2 separate regions of the Mus musculus genome follow, and region 1 is linked to region 2. Evidence: chromatin contacts called from public Hi-C data. All regions are on one chromosome and are shown on one strand. Each heading gives the region's core, a stretch centred on a gene start, on an enhancer-like site or on the middle of the called end of the contact. The rest is flanking DNA. Distances are from core to core; before and after follow the strand shown. Region 1 overlaps Adgrd1 (adhesion G protein-coupled receptor D1). Region 2 has its middle 10 kb from the start of Gm38615.

Region 1 (6,652 bases), core at 1,337-3,836, 67 kb before region 2:
CTCAACTGTGAGTGGACCCAAGATGGAAGGATCCACATAGATGTCAGCCAGATGTGGTCAGAGCTGCCTGGGCTCCAGAGTGCGCCTGTGTAACCAGGTATCCTTGGTTACTTACTCATAATGAGACTTGATCTGAACCTGTCCTGGGATAGTTTCTGGGTCCTCTCTACAGACATATCTATCCATAGCTACCTTGGGCAAGAGGAGAGGTGCCACCTCTAGTCATATTCGACTAACCAGGAGCTGGGCAGATTTGGGGACACACAGTATCCTATGTGGTGGGCCAGACTCACAGCAATGTGGATTTTTCTCAAGCTCCACTCTAAGTCCCAGCTCCATCGATGGTCTAGTGTGTATTGTGGAATGAGGTGGTATGGTATGCTTTGCATCCGAGTCCTCTCTAGGAGCATCCAACTCCCACCCTCCCACAGAGGGACAGCCACCCAGGCTGCAGCACCTGAGGGCCTGAGGAACCAGATCCACTCACCTTGGCTGTGAAGGGCCTCTCTCGGAATTTCAATGTAGCTATGCCCATGGGCTGGGAATCTATAGTGGGGAGCACTGAGCGCTGGTGGGAGGACCTTGGCCACAGTGAATTCTGAAGGAGAAGAAGACACAGTGAATGGGGTCAGCAGGCTCACCTGCTGTGGGAAACAGGCTGAAGACCCTGTGTGCCACCACCCTTCATTTCCTCTACCTAACCAACATCTAGGAGAGAGGAATCGCCTCTAGAAAGGGTGACCCAGAACACACATGTGTACATACACACGTGCGCACACACACACATGCATGTGTGCACACACGTGCACATCTGCATGCATGTGAGTTAGGAGGAGAATTCCTGGCTGGAGGGACCCCACCCCTTTACAGACCTCTAGCTCTAAGTATCCAACCTCATGGTAGCAATGATGCCAGACCCCATCATAGCAATGGTTGCTATATTAGATAGCCATATCGCTATCTAAGCTCTGGGGGACGCCATCAGAAAAGAGAAAATGAAACCACGAGTGTGGAGGGAGTGCCTTGGCAGACAGGCTGCCCCAAAGGCTGCTTCTTGGGGCAGATGAGCTCCTAAGCCATGATAGGAAGCTGTATGGTACCTCTGCACTGAAGTGTCCTGAGACAGAAGTTCAAAGCGAAGAACACAGGGGTCCGTGGGACCTCTGACACATCCTGGGAACACCAGGCTGCTTCCTCTAATGTCCCATTCTGGCATTCATCCAGACTTGCATTCTGTACTCCTTGACTCTTCCTCCCCTGGCTCTCTTCACCCACTTCCACATCTCCAAGGCAGAGAGCATCCCACTGGATATTTAAGGACCCAGAGGCTCAAAGAGTTCCAATTCCCATTCTGTTTAAGCCCAGATGACTGTCATCTTACACACACACACACATACACACACACACACTGTCGTGACTGCTTACCCAGTCACGTGTGCATGCCACGACCCAGCACTTCTAATCTAATTCTAACAGGGCTTCCTTCCAAACTGGGATTTTTGCACAAGGTGCTGGAGCTCAGAAAATGGTGCTCCATCTCAGCTGCTGTGTAAAGACCAATGACCTGCGCATCCAACACTCTTTCTCCCACAACTCCCCACTGCCTCCCAACCTGATAATGGCTACCTGCCGTGGAGGACGAGCCTGTGAGGGTGACATGGGGTTCTCTGGACTGTAGGTTGGATGATATGTGGCCCATGACGGTATCGATGGTGTCAACCAGGCCCAGCGTCATGGCGTTGTCCTGCAAGGAACACAGACTTGAAACTCTGAGGACCACCTCCTCAGCATCATGAGATGAACACATAAAGAGCTCAGAGCTTCACTTCCCCCCCCCCTTCCACCCGTGACAGCTATCGGAAAGAAAAAAAATCACCCAGCTGCCCCACTTCGAAGCCTGGGGTCGGGGCGGTGACCTGACCCGATGAGTTCTTGGAGCACAGGATGCACAAGTCAAAGCTCACCCAATGTCATACATAGCACTAACTTCTGAGTGACCAGAGAGCTCAGACACCTGTTCGTAGCTCTGCTACGAAGACACTAAGGACTGGGGCAAATCTCAGGTCTGCTTATGCCTCCGTCTTACAGATAGTGGCCTTGAGTCCCCTGAGGCGTGAGGACATCAGGGATTCTTTTCTGCCCTCAATGAAGTGGCAGCCTCTTTAAAGGTACCAGCCTCCCCAATTCCCTCTGGCCTCTTTGACTCCTCGTCCATAGTCCTCTTTACCTATTCGGCATCTTTAAGGTGGCAAGGACACCACTGGATTCTGCCCACAGGAAAACAGGGCCCTCTTAGCTTCACAGACAGGGTTTATGTCCAGCTCGGCCTGACTCTTTTGGACCTCAGCAAGGCAGCCGAGTTCTCTCAGGCCCCTTGCCCAGTTCTGTCTCGCCCTCCCATCCCCTTCATATCCTTTCTTAGACAGCATCTGTCGCAGCTGAGCTCTCGGCAACCTCTCCCAAACGCTCCAGGAGGACCCACTGAGGCGGAACCAGACGCCCAGGCCAATTTTAGACATTGTCTCTTAGGCCCCGTGGTCTGATTCCAATCAGAGCGTCTGTGTCTTTGGCACCCGGTTCTGCGAGGAGCAGCGATTCGTGAGCACCCTTCCCTTCAATGCTCATAAGCTTGCCTAAACCGGGATTGTTTCGTAATTATTCATATTTTTGCAGCAGATTTGCATATTTTACATTCAAAGAAAGTTCATTTAAATCAATGAAGAAAATCTGTTGGTCCAAGGCCTCCACTGGCTGCCGTCCCTCGGCTGGCTGTCCCTACTGGCTATCTTCCCCGCATTTCAGACTGCAGCTTGTACACAGAGTCCCCTGGAAACCTATCTCTGGAGGTCTATGCTTCTTGAAAGGGAATGTATTTCTATGTTAGACCGCCACTTTAACATTCTTGATCCCCTCTCCTTCCCATTTGCCAATGTTATACGGTCTAATTTCACACGAAGCTGTTCAATAAAGGGCTCGCGGCACTGCAAGCCCTTGCCGCCATCTTATTAATTAGGTGAGAATTGGCTGTCTCTTCTGCCTCTGCACCTGGTGGAAAAGCTTTAAATGTTCGAAATGAGGAGGGCTCAGGAGAGGGAGCACGTGGGCATGTTGGTGCATCAGGGCCCTCCAGGGCACTTGGAGCCTTCATACTCTCTCTCTCTCAATGCACCCCTAGAGCCATGTGTGGCACGAAACCTAGGCGGAGTGTGAGATCTCTAAATCACTGCATAGACTGACTACTAGAGAGGCCAATACCCACTCTACTAAGTCACTGTGAGGTGGGTCTGTTGTTACTGTAGCATGTTCTTTTCCCCACTCTTTCCTATTTTGTGTGGGTGTGTGGTATGTACGTGTGTGCATGTTTTTGCTTGTACAGGTATATATGCACACACGCACATGCGTACATGTGGGGCCTAAAGTTCATGATGAAATCGGCTTAAATCATTTTTCCACTGTACTCATTGAGATGGGGGGGCTCTCAGTCAAACCTATATAGCTAGCTAGCTATCTTGCCTCGGGGATCCCCTCCTCCCTGCCTTCTCAGGTTGGAGTTATGAGGAAGGTGGCATGGCTGCCCAGCATTTGTGTGGACGCCTGGGATCTGAACTCCATTTTTGCATACTTGTGAGCTCTCTCTTCAACCCCATCTTGGCAAAAGTTCTTGATAAAATTACAGAAAAGCAGGTTCTAGCAGATGTCTGTAGAATGTATGTGCGTGAGCGGGCTGTGGACCAGACTGTGGGGTTATATGAGGCTGCTCACCGTCACGCTTTGCCTGAAAGTCCCTGGTGATTCTTATCTTAGGTATTTTTATCACTGCAACTATTCATTGACTCTGCTCATGTTTTAAAGAAGTAATATCAATAAGATGGTTGGGAATCAAGGAAAAGCACTCTGCTCTGCTTCTCAAATTTTGAGTGCAGGGGGACAAAAGCCTTTCATTTTCTCTTTAATCATGAAGCACACTTTTGAGCTCTGCCGTCTCGCACTCAATCCGCTGATCTTAAAATGCCAAATATGGCTCTTGCTATTCAAGAATGCAGAATAAAAAAAAAATACAATGCTGTGTGAAATGACAGACAAAGGTCAGCCTTCGGGAAAAGCTGTTCCCTTACCCAGAGGCAGAGGCAGTGGCACAGGACCGAGGGTCCCTGGGTCCCCACCCCACCCCGGGGTGCATTTCATGCCCAAGGGAAATGAACTTCAGTGTCTCAGGCATCAGGACCGAGAAAGGCTTCATTCTTCTTGGGGATAGTTAGGGCCATGGGGTGCCACTGCAGAAAGACAGCCAAAATGCAGCACACACATGCTAAAGGCCAAAGCGTCCTCTTCCTTACCTCTGATTCATGGGTCCAGCTGGGCAGTAGGAGGACCTCACCCACCGTTCTTAAGAAGGTCTAAAGGTAAACAGAACAACACTGCTTAGCATAGACCCTCCAGTCTCACGTCTGAACCTATCAGTCTCCTTCCCCATCTTCCCACATCTCCTCAGCTGGCCGTTGGTGTCGCGCACAGTGGCAGGCAATGATGGCTTGTACTTGTGGTGTGTGTCCATCTGTGTATGTGTGTAATGTTTACACGAGCACACTTTCATATTAGTGTGTGTGAGTGCTTGGGAAGTCCAAGGATGATGTCAGTGATCACCCTGAGTTGCTCATCCACCTTATCCATTGAGATCTCTCAACTAATCTCAGAGCTGGCCATTATGGCTAAATCCTGTCTCTGCCTTCTGAGACTGGAATCATATGCAGGTTTCAGCACTATATGGATTCTGGGGATCTGAGCTCAGATCTTCAGGGTTGTGGGTCAAATGCTTTAATCACTGAGTTATCTCCCCAGCCTTGGGCTATATCTTATGGATGCTGTCTCTTTTGTTTCTGTGGCAACCTTGTATAGTCGGTGATCAGGATGTGGACATCACAAGTGACAGCTTCTAGCATGTCCCATCATTGAATGGATGGATGAGTGGATGGATGGATGGATGGATGGATGGATGGATGGATGGAGGATAGATAGATGAATGGATGGATAAATGGATACATATATGGATGGGTAAATGGATGAGTGGCTAGATGGCTAGATAGATGGATAGAAGTATGGGTGAATGAATGAATGAATGAATGAATGAATGAATGGGTAAATGAGTGCATGAGTGGATGGTTAAATGGATGGATGAGTGGCTAAATGGATAGATGGATGGATGACTGGGTGAATTGATAGGTAGATGGATTTATAGACAGATAGATTGATGAGTGATAGAATGAGTGAATTATCACATTCACGAAACCTGACACTAATGCCAGCTGGAAATCACCTCAACAAAGCAGAAGCAACTTATGCCCCCTCAGTCAGTCACTGTAAAACTTGGTTTAACTCATTCATGTTCCAAAACAATAAAATCAAATTTTAGCATTTTCAAATAAGAAGAGATAAGTGAAAACTGGTTTTCCCATGTCCTTTGGGGGGAAAGCATTAGTTAGCACACCACATAGCATGGCAGCATCCCATAGCATGGCAGCATCCCATAGCATGGCAGCATCCCATAGCATGGCAGCATCCCATAGCATGGCAGCATCCCATAGCATGGCAGCATCCCATAGCATGACAGCATCCCATAGCATGGCAGCATCCCATAGCATGACAGCATCCCATAGCATGGCAGCATCCCATAGCATGACAGCATTCCATGCAACCTCTGAGCAAAGCTGAGCAGGGTAGCTACTTCAGTGAAGTTTGTCTCAAACCCCACCCCTCCCTACTGCACGACGCCTTATCTGTCTGTCTTTACAGAACCCAGACTCAAACTTGAAGGCAAACTCCCTCTCCTCTGTTTCCTCTACCCAGTGGTTCTCAACCTTTCTAGTGTTTCCACCCTTGAATACAGTCCCTCCTGCTGTGGTGATCCATAGCCATACCATTATTTTCGTCACTACCTCATACCTGTCATTTTGCTACTGTTGTGAATCGTAACGGAAGCATTTTTTGGAGAGAGAGAGAGGGAGAGAGAGAGAGAGAGAGAGAGAGAGAGTTGCCGAAGGGGCCGAGACCCACAGGTTGAGAACCATGAGGCAGCCACAGCCAACAAAATCCTATCCCTCCTCCACCAAGACACTAAGTATGTGCAGAATGCATTATCAAAGCTCCCTTCTCCCATTCATCTTCATTCCACAGCTGTTTATTAATACTCTAAAGTGCGAGGGCTTAACTAATGACTGCAAAATGTTCATGCTTTCTCTCCCTGAGCAGACTGGCAAGCATTTTCTTTTATTCCTTATTCCTAAGCCTTTTCCTCTCCCTCCTCCTCACTCTCCCTCCTCCCTCTTGCCCTCCCCTCCTCCCTCTCCCTCCTCCTTTCCCTTTTCCTTCTTTTCTTCCTCCTCCCCTCCCCTTCTCCTCCTCCTATTCCCCCTCCTCTTCTTCCTCCTCCTCCCCACCTCTTTCTCCTTCCTTTCTTCCTCTTCCTCTTCCATAAAGTCTCATACAGCCCAGGCTGGCCTCAAATTCACTGTACATAGAATGACTGAGGCCAAGGATGGCCTTGAACTTCTGATCCTCCTCTCTCTGCCTCCCAAGTGCTGGGGTTACAGGTGTGCACCACCACCCTCGGTCTGTGCGGGGCTGGGGATCAAACCCAGGACTTCATGCCTGCTGG
Region 2 (6,608 bases), core at 3,856-6,355:
TCCTAAATAAAGACTAATACCTAATGCTATCTTAGTTAGGGCTTCTATTACTATGACAAAACAAATGACCAAAAAGCAAGTTGTATGTAGAAGAAAGGGTTCATAAAGTCTGCTCTTCATATTCTCCAAGCTCCCACAGAACAGCCCACTGAGCTCTCAACGCACAATGGCTTGCTCTTGCTTCCAAAGTCAGGACAAGAGGAACTCAAGCAGGGCAGGAACCTGGATGCTGGAGCTGATGCAGAGGCCATGGAGGGATGCTGCTTACTGGCTTGTTCCCCTGGCTTGCTCATCCTGCTTTCTTAAAGAACCCAGGACCAGTGTTTCCCATCTGGGGCCAACTGCCTTTCTGTCCCCAGGACACCGTGACTGTTCTTTCTGTGTCAGTCGCTTGTGCCCTGCCCTGGTCTGGGCTCTTATGTTACTGAGGGACCTGAGCTTAGCCCTCGTGCAGCAAGCAAACTATGGGGCCCAAGTCCCTGCAGAGGGACATCATGGCCTCAGATTGTCTCTGTTCCTTTGCACATGTGTCTGGGCATGTAGGCTCTGGCTCCAGTGCAGGGTCTGTGGTGGTGAATCCAAGCTGAGTATACTTGGGGAAAAAAAAAGAATCCACCAGCCCAGAGATGATATCGCCCACAAAGGGCTGGGCACGCATTGATCAGTAATTAAGAAAACGCCTTATAGTTGGATCTCCTGGAAGCATTTCCTCAACTGAGGCTCCTTCCTCTCTGATGACTCTAGCTCGTGTTGACACACAAAACCAGCCAGTACAACAACACACTGTTTCCCATGTCTCCTGGGCATCGCTTTACCCTGACGATTCCAAGACTGGCACCCATGTCTCATAGTGCAGCCCATTCTGTCTCCCATGGTTTCTGAGCATGCGTAGGTAGCTCAGCAGGGCCCTCTCAAAAACCTCTACAAAGTAAAAGTGACTTCTGGGCTGGAGAGATGGCTCTGCGGTTAAGAGCACTGGCTGCTCTTCCAGATAGACTCAGGTTCAGTTCCCAGCATCCACAGAGCAGCTCACCACTGCTGTTAAGTCTGTCACATCCAAACAGATAGGCATAAGAGCAATGCACATCGATGCACATAAAATAACAAATAAATAATTTATTTATTTTTTTAAAAAATGACTTCTTCCTGACTCTTTTGCCTGTTTGTGGGACCCTTCTCCTCCTACTGGATTGCTTTGTCTAGCCTTGATGTGATGCTATGTGCCTGGTCGCATTGTAGCTTATTATGCCATGTTAGGCTGATGTCCTGAGAGGGCTGCTCTTTTCTGAGGGGAGGTAGAGGAGGGGTAGATCTGAGGGAAAGGGGAAGTGGGGGAAAGAGGCTGGGAAAGGAAGGGAGAGGGAAATGCGGTCAGGATGTAACATATGAGAGAAGAATATAGATTTAAAAAATTAAAATAAATTAAGGAGAGAGCTCCTTCCCAGGGTTTGTTCAATCCCGGTGGGCACTGCTCAGTGGTATGTTCCAGATAAAAGGCACTTCCCTACATTGACTCCTCCAACCCACGGTTAACCTCCCAGTCCTCAGTAAGGTCACCTGCCATCGATCAATGGGGAAGAACAAGCGAGGAAGGGACTGAAATTCCAGAAGCGCCACCCCCCACCCCGCCCCGCTGGAGTCTGGAGATGGATATCTAATCAGACTGCTCTCTCAGCTGTTCATTTGTCCCAAATAGATCGCCAGTGGTATCCTTTGCAAAAAGGAAAGAGGTGTTCTCTTTTTCCTGGAAGTTCGGCTACTAAGGCTGCTAAGACATCCCCTGCCTCATGCCCTTGACACTCAGGAAGAGAATTTTACAAACCTCCCTGCCTCTGAGTGTCCTTCCCAGTTGACTTCTATTCCTGTAAAGTCAGACAGCCCACTAAACCTCCCTGGGGATCCAGGCACCTCACACTGGGCTGTTCTGGGATGGACTGGTAGAGCCACCGTCCACTGGAACTCTGGTCTGGAGCTGGCTTTAGAAGGGAAGTGAAGAGGCTGTAAGGAGGATCCCGCTGCTAGGGTTTGTCTCAGGTTTGGGAACCAGCATCCTGCATGCATACAGTACCTGTAGATTTAGGGAAGGAGGAGAAGCCATAGCACCTGAAAGTGTGAACAGCATTCATGGCTGCTTTGGAGACCCTGGCATGGAGTCTGGAGGGAAGCATGGAACCGGTGGGGGGGTGGGGGTGGGGTGGTCTGTGCTATGCCTCTCTCTGAGCCTGACATTTGGATGACTCCGAGCTGCACTTCAGGAAGATCTGAGTGAGGGATGTTGGGAAGGCTAGGCTCCTGCACTACGGACTCATCCTCTGAACAGCGACTCCACGTCACCCAAGAAAAATATACTATTTATACAGTGACCGAGGACCATACCTCCTGAGCTAGGCTCAGGATAGATCCCAGACTAAGCTAGTTAATCGCTGCCAATCATGTTTAAGAGGTGGCATCTGAGCACCGCTTTACTGGATTAGTCCTATGGTGTAGCAAAGGATACTTTGTTTCCCTTATCCACATGCTCAGAGATTATACTATTGGTCAAGGAGAATGCCGAGTGAGAATTCTCAATGTGGAAATCAGAAGTCTACAGTCTGTCTCCGTTTGTGCATTAAACTGGGGGCACCATTGCCTTCAGAGGGCGTTTGGTTTCTTCTCTAAATTGTATCTTATATATGGAGTAGGGAAGACCAGCCAAAGCTTCTATGAGGATCAGGGATCCCTATCTACGTGTCTGCAACTCCTGAAGAGCTTTCTAAATCAAGAACAGAAGAAAAATGATTCGGAGGAGTAAATAGCATTGGGATGGAGAGATGGATGGATGGTGTGTGTCTGTGTGTCTGTGTCTGTCTGTCTGTCTGTGAATGGGGGTGGTGTGTATGTGCCTGTGGTATGGCAGGTGTGTCTGTGTATGTCTGTGTGATGTATACATGGGAGGGTGTGTCTATGTCTGTGTGCATGTGTGTGTGTGTGTGTGTGTGTGTGTGTGTGTGTGTGTGTGTATGGTGTGTCTGTCTCTGTGTGTGGTGCGAATGGGGGAGTTCCTGTGTCTATGCACATGTGTGCATGTTTGTCTGTGCTTATGGAATATACATGTCTGTGAGGATGTGGGATGTGGGCGGGGGTGTTTATGGAGAGAGAGAGAGAGAGAGAGGGAGAGAAAGAAAGAAATGAACTATTGATTACCAACTAGCAAAGCAGATTGGCAGGTACTGTACTGAGGGACACGCATCTCATATAGACCTGCAAAAACAGCCAGTGAATAAATGGGAGAAATTGCCTTGCCCATGGCCCTTGCTCAGAATTATTACTGTGCCCATAACCAATCTCGCTTTCCCTTCAGTGGGAAAATAGCCTTAAAGCCACACTACGGCCAGGAGGAGGCAGGGGGGCGATGAAATCCCAGCTCACTCTGGAAATTAAGGCAGGAGACTCCAAATGGGGACCCTTTTGAGAGCTTGAGTGGCAAGCCTGCTTTCCGGTGGCTCTGGGAGGTTTCATCTGTAGAGTCGCCAGTAGATGCCAGAGTGTCAACACTGCACTGTCAATAGGAGGAGCCTGGCACCCCTCCCGTACAGCCACAACCTCTTATGCACAGTGCACGCCTCTTTATTCCCACAGCCTTCCCCGACCTCACCTCCATCTCCATTGCCAAGGCCAAAGATCACATGACTGGGCGTGTACACACCTTTATGGGAGGAAGACTGAGCCCAGACAGGTAAGGAAATAAGGGTAGCTAATGATCACAAAAGCAAATTCTAGCTCAGTTTGACTTTGAAGGTTTCCCCCATACCCCAAGGGTATTGGTATGTTGGCTTAGGTCAGGGTGCGGCCTTTTTACTTTTTATTTTTAGATAGGGTATTGTAGAGCCCTATCCTCTTAGCAAAACACCCACTATGTTCAACAGATCAGCTGTGCCTTCTTGCAAGAGACCATCACAGTGGGTCTTGTTGATTATCATTGTTCTCTCAGAGAAGGAGAAGGGTTGAGGCTCATGGGATCGTCCTGAACCTGCTGCTTCTCCTAGTCTTTTGGGTATTCATTCCCTAACTGCATGTAGCCTCAGGGTCTCAGGAGGGGTAGAGTACCCTGGCTGGAAAAGGCAATAGAAGGGGGTCTCCATCTCTGTAGCTATAGGGAAGCTATTACCCATGCTGGAGGAAGACTTTCCAGTGTGGCAGGGGTGAGGGGTGGGGGGTCCCTCACAATCTCACTAGCAACCCTTTACCCCCTGTTCTGTAAGCTCAATATACGCAATAGCTCCCCCAGGGTGCGCTTTGGTGAGATCACACTTGGGTTTGTTGTTGGGATCTTTTGTCCCTGACCCTCCTACTCCTACCTCAGGAAGGAATTCTTAAAACAGTGGCTCACTAAGTGGTCTAGACAGGCCTTGAATTTATAATCTTCCTACCTTGGCCACACCCTCTCCTCCCACTCCCCATAGCTGGGATTACCAAGCAGTGTCCACAGACCCAGCTTCCAAGGCAAGCTCTTGACCATGATATCATACACTGCACACATCCAAACATTCAAAAATAATAATAAAATAAAAGGCGTACATTGCAACGTTTTCTATTACCTTGGTGCTGGAGCCTGGCGTGCCAAACACACAAAGCCACACACAGCCTGGGCTCCATTTCCACTCTGTTCCCACAGACATGTCTCAGAGAGACATATTTGAGCTACAGTCTCATGAATTTTTTTTTATTTTCTTTTTGTGACGTGTTCTCATGTGCAACAATTCAAAGTCATTGGAAATGTTCCCGAGCTCAGAGCATCCTCCTCTAAAGAGAATGTGGGGCTCTTTAACCCCACAAAAGAAACCCTCACATCCCACCCTGCCTGGGGCCCCTCTACCATACCCCTGCTCCCTGGCTCCACTCACAAGGCATGGAAATCGGTGGCTGATGCGCCCAGCAGTAGGTTCATTAAGTGGGCAAGAGCGAGGCTCTCATTTGCTTCACTAAAAGTCGAAGGATTTTCAAAGAATTTGAAAATGACAGTCTGGATGGGATGGAAAAACAGAATCGACACGCAGTGGGCGTTTGAAAGGTTTGCAGGATTCTTCGCCCTCTTCTCTCTCTGAGGGGAGAGTATGATGAGGTCGGGCAGCAAGCAGCAAGCTCCTGGCAGGAATTCAAGGGCGATGAACGCAGACCAGGAAACATAGATGCATTGAGAAGGCAGCCAAACGTCTCCATATGTCATTTTTCCAGTACATTTGAGTTAAAATGGTTGTGGAATATGTAGCCAAGTAGGTTATACCAGGGCTACACAGGGAAGACGGGGGTTATTTTCTTGCATGTGACCAAAGCCAGACGTGGACCAATTCATGTAAGTGGTGCGGTACAAACCTGTAATGATTTATACTGCCGGCTGAGTGTGGCTGATCTGGGCATTTTGCAAGACTGGAATAAATCATGACAAAGAACAGAATTGAGTAAAGAGGAGAGAAAGAGGGTGGCAGCCACTGACACTGAGGCCCTGTTGCTGTGACCCTGTGGGACATCGGTTCTCAACCTGTGGGTCGCAGTCAAACAACCCTCTCACAGATTCACCTAAGACCCTCAAGAAACACAGAGATTTACGTTATGATTCACTACAAAAAAATTACAGTTATAAAATAGCAATGAAGATAATTTTACAACAGGGGCCCACAACAGGAGGGACTGTACTAAAGGGTCGTGGCCTTAGGAAGGTTGAAACCCATTGCTGTAGGAGCTAAGGAAGATGGTAGGTCTCTGGGAGGAAAAGACCAGTGATAACTAGCTGCAGGTTTACAGGATCCAGGGACTTGGTTGATGCTATCCCAGTTGCTCCGCTCAGCCTTGCTGAAAACGGTGTCTGAAGCCTTGAATTCAGCCCTATGCTCGGTCTGTCTACAAAGAGGTTATTAGGACAGTCTTCTGATAACACCACAGAGAAAATGAGACCGTTTTCACGTCTCTTATCAAGAAGCAGGATAGAGAATAATAGCAATTGATGAGTTCAGGCAAATGACCATGCAGGAAAGAGAGCCAGCCATGCAGGGCAGAAACATCGTTTTCCCGGAAGGGAGCCCTGGCTTGTCACAGAGAGGCAGGAAGCAGGGCTTCAGGACCTCTGGACGTTGCCGGTCCAGGGAAACTCAAGTAAGATGCTCCAGGTACTAATGAGGAAAGAGCACCCAGGCGTGAGACCCGAGAAACAAAACTCCGCTATCACAGACGGTGGCAGAGTGCTGTTTAGACAAAGAACACACTGTTCTTGTTTGTTTTACCTATGCGGAGCGTACAGAGGAGATTCCAAGCAAATGGAAACCAAGAAGACATTACTTGGAGAACTGAGAGAGCAATGACATCCACGACCTCCAGCCCCGTGTGTCGATGTATGACTTACAGCTGACCCCACCATGCTTGAGCTGCAAAGATCACTCTTACCCAGCTCTGACACTTGCATGAGGACTTCTGGCTTCCAGGGTGGTTGTTGCTGGTGGTGGTGGTTGTGGGTGTTTATTTGTTTATTTGTTTGTTTCTAGTCAGGGTTCCTCTGTGTTAGCCCTGGCTATCCTAGAAGTCACTTTCTAGACCAGGCTGGCCTCAAACTCACAGATACGTGTCTGTCTCTGCCT

What was found. Hi-C and Micro-C count contacts between places; a contact is called where the count stands out from the background.
Region 1: a contact with region 2 is called in a Hi-C map of cortical neurons, with 2.6 times the contacts expected there. The contact joins two enhancer-like sites. A contact is called at or near these places in 1 of 39 promoter capture datasets (hippocampal neurons), 21 of 484 Hi-C or Micro-C datasets (LSK cells, Sertoli cells, cerebral cortex and 10 more) and 9 of 115 datasets of contacts at active chromatin or transcription factors (acute myeloid leukemia, cardiomyocytes, embryonic stem cells and 3 more).

Annotation. Positions count from the first base shown.
Region 1 is chr5:129,134,680-129,141,331 of GRCm38.p6, reverse strand. It overlaps Adgrd1 (adhesion G protein-coupled receptor D1), which reads right to left. Exons shown (of 25, transcript NM_001347486.1): 9 at 4,338-4,397; 10 at 1,627-1,744; 11 at 488-598. Among named protein-coding and RNA genes, the nearest start is that of Gm46923, 21 kb to the right of the region's middle. Within about 2 kb of position 2,586, at least 25 of the 459 cell types and tissues checked have an H3K27ac peak or open chromatin away from gene starts, as enhancers often do. A contact at or near this core is called in cortical neurons and forebrain, where this site is marked.
Region 2 is chr5:129,070,613-129,077,220 of GRCm38.p6, reverse strand. No RefSeq gene overlaps it. Among named protein-coding and RNA genes, the nearest start is that of Gm38615, 10 kb to the right of the region's middle. Within about 2 kb of position 5,105, at least 20 of the 459 cell types and tissues checked have an H3K27ac peak or open chromatin away from gene starts, as enhancers often do. A contact at or near this core is called in cortical neurons and forebrain, where this site is marked.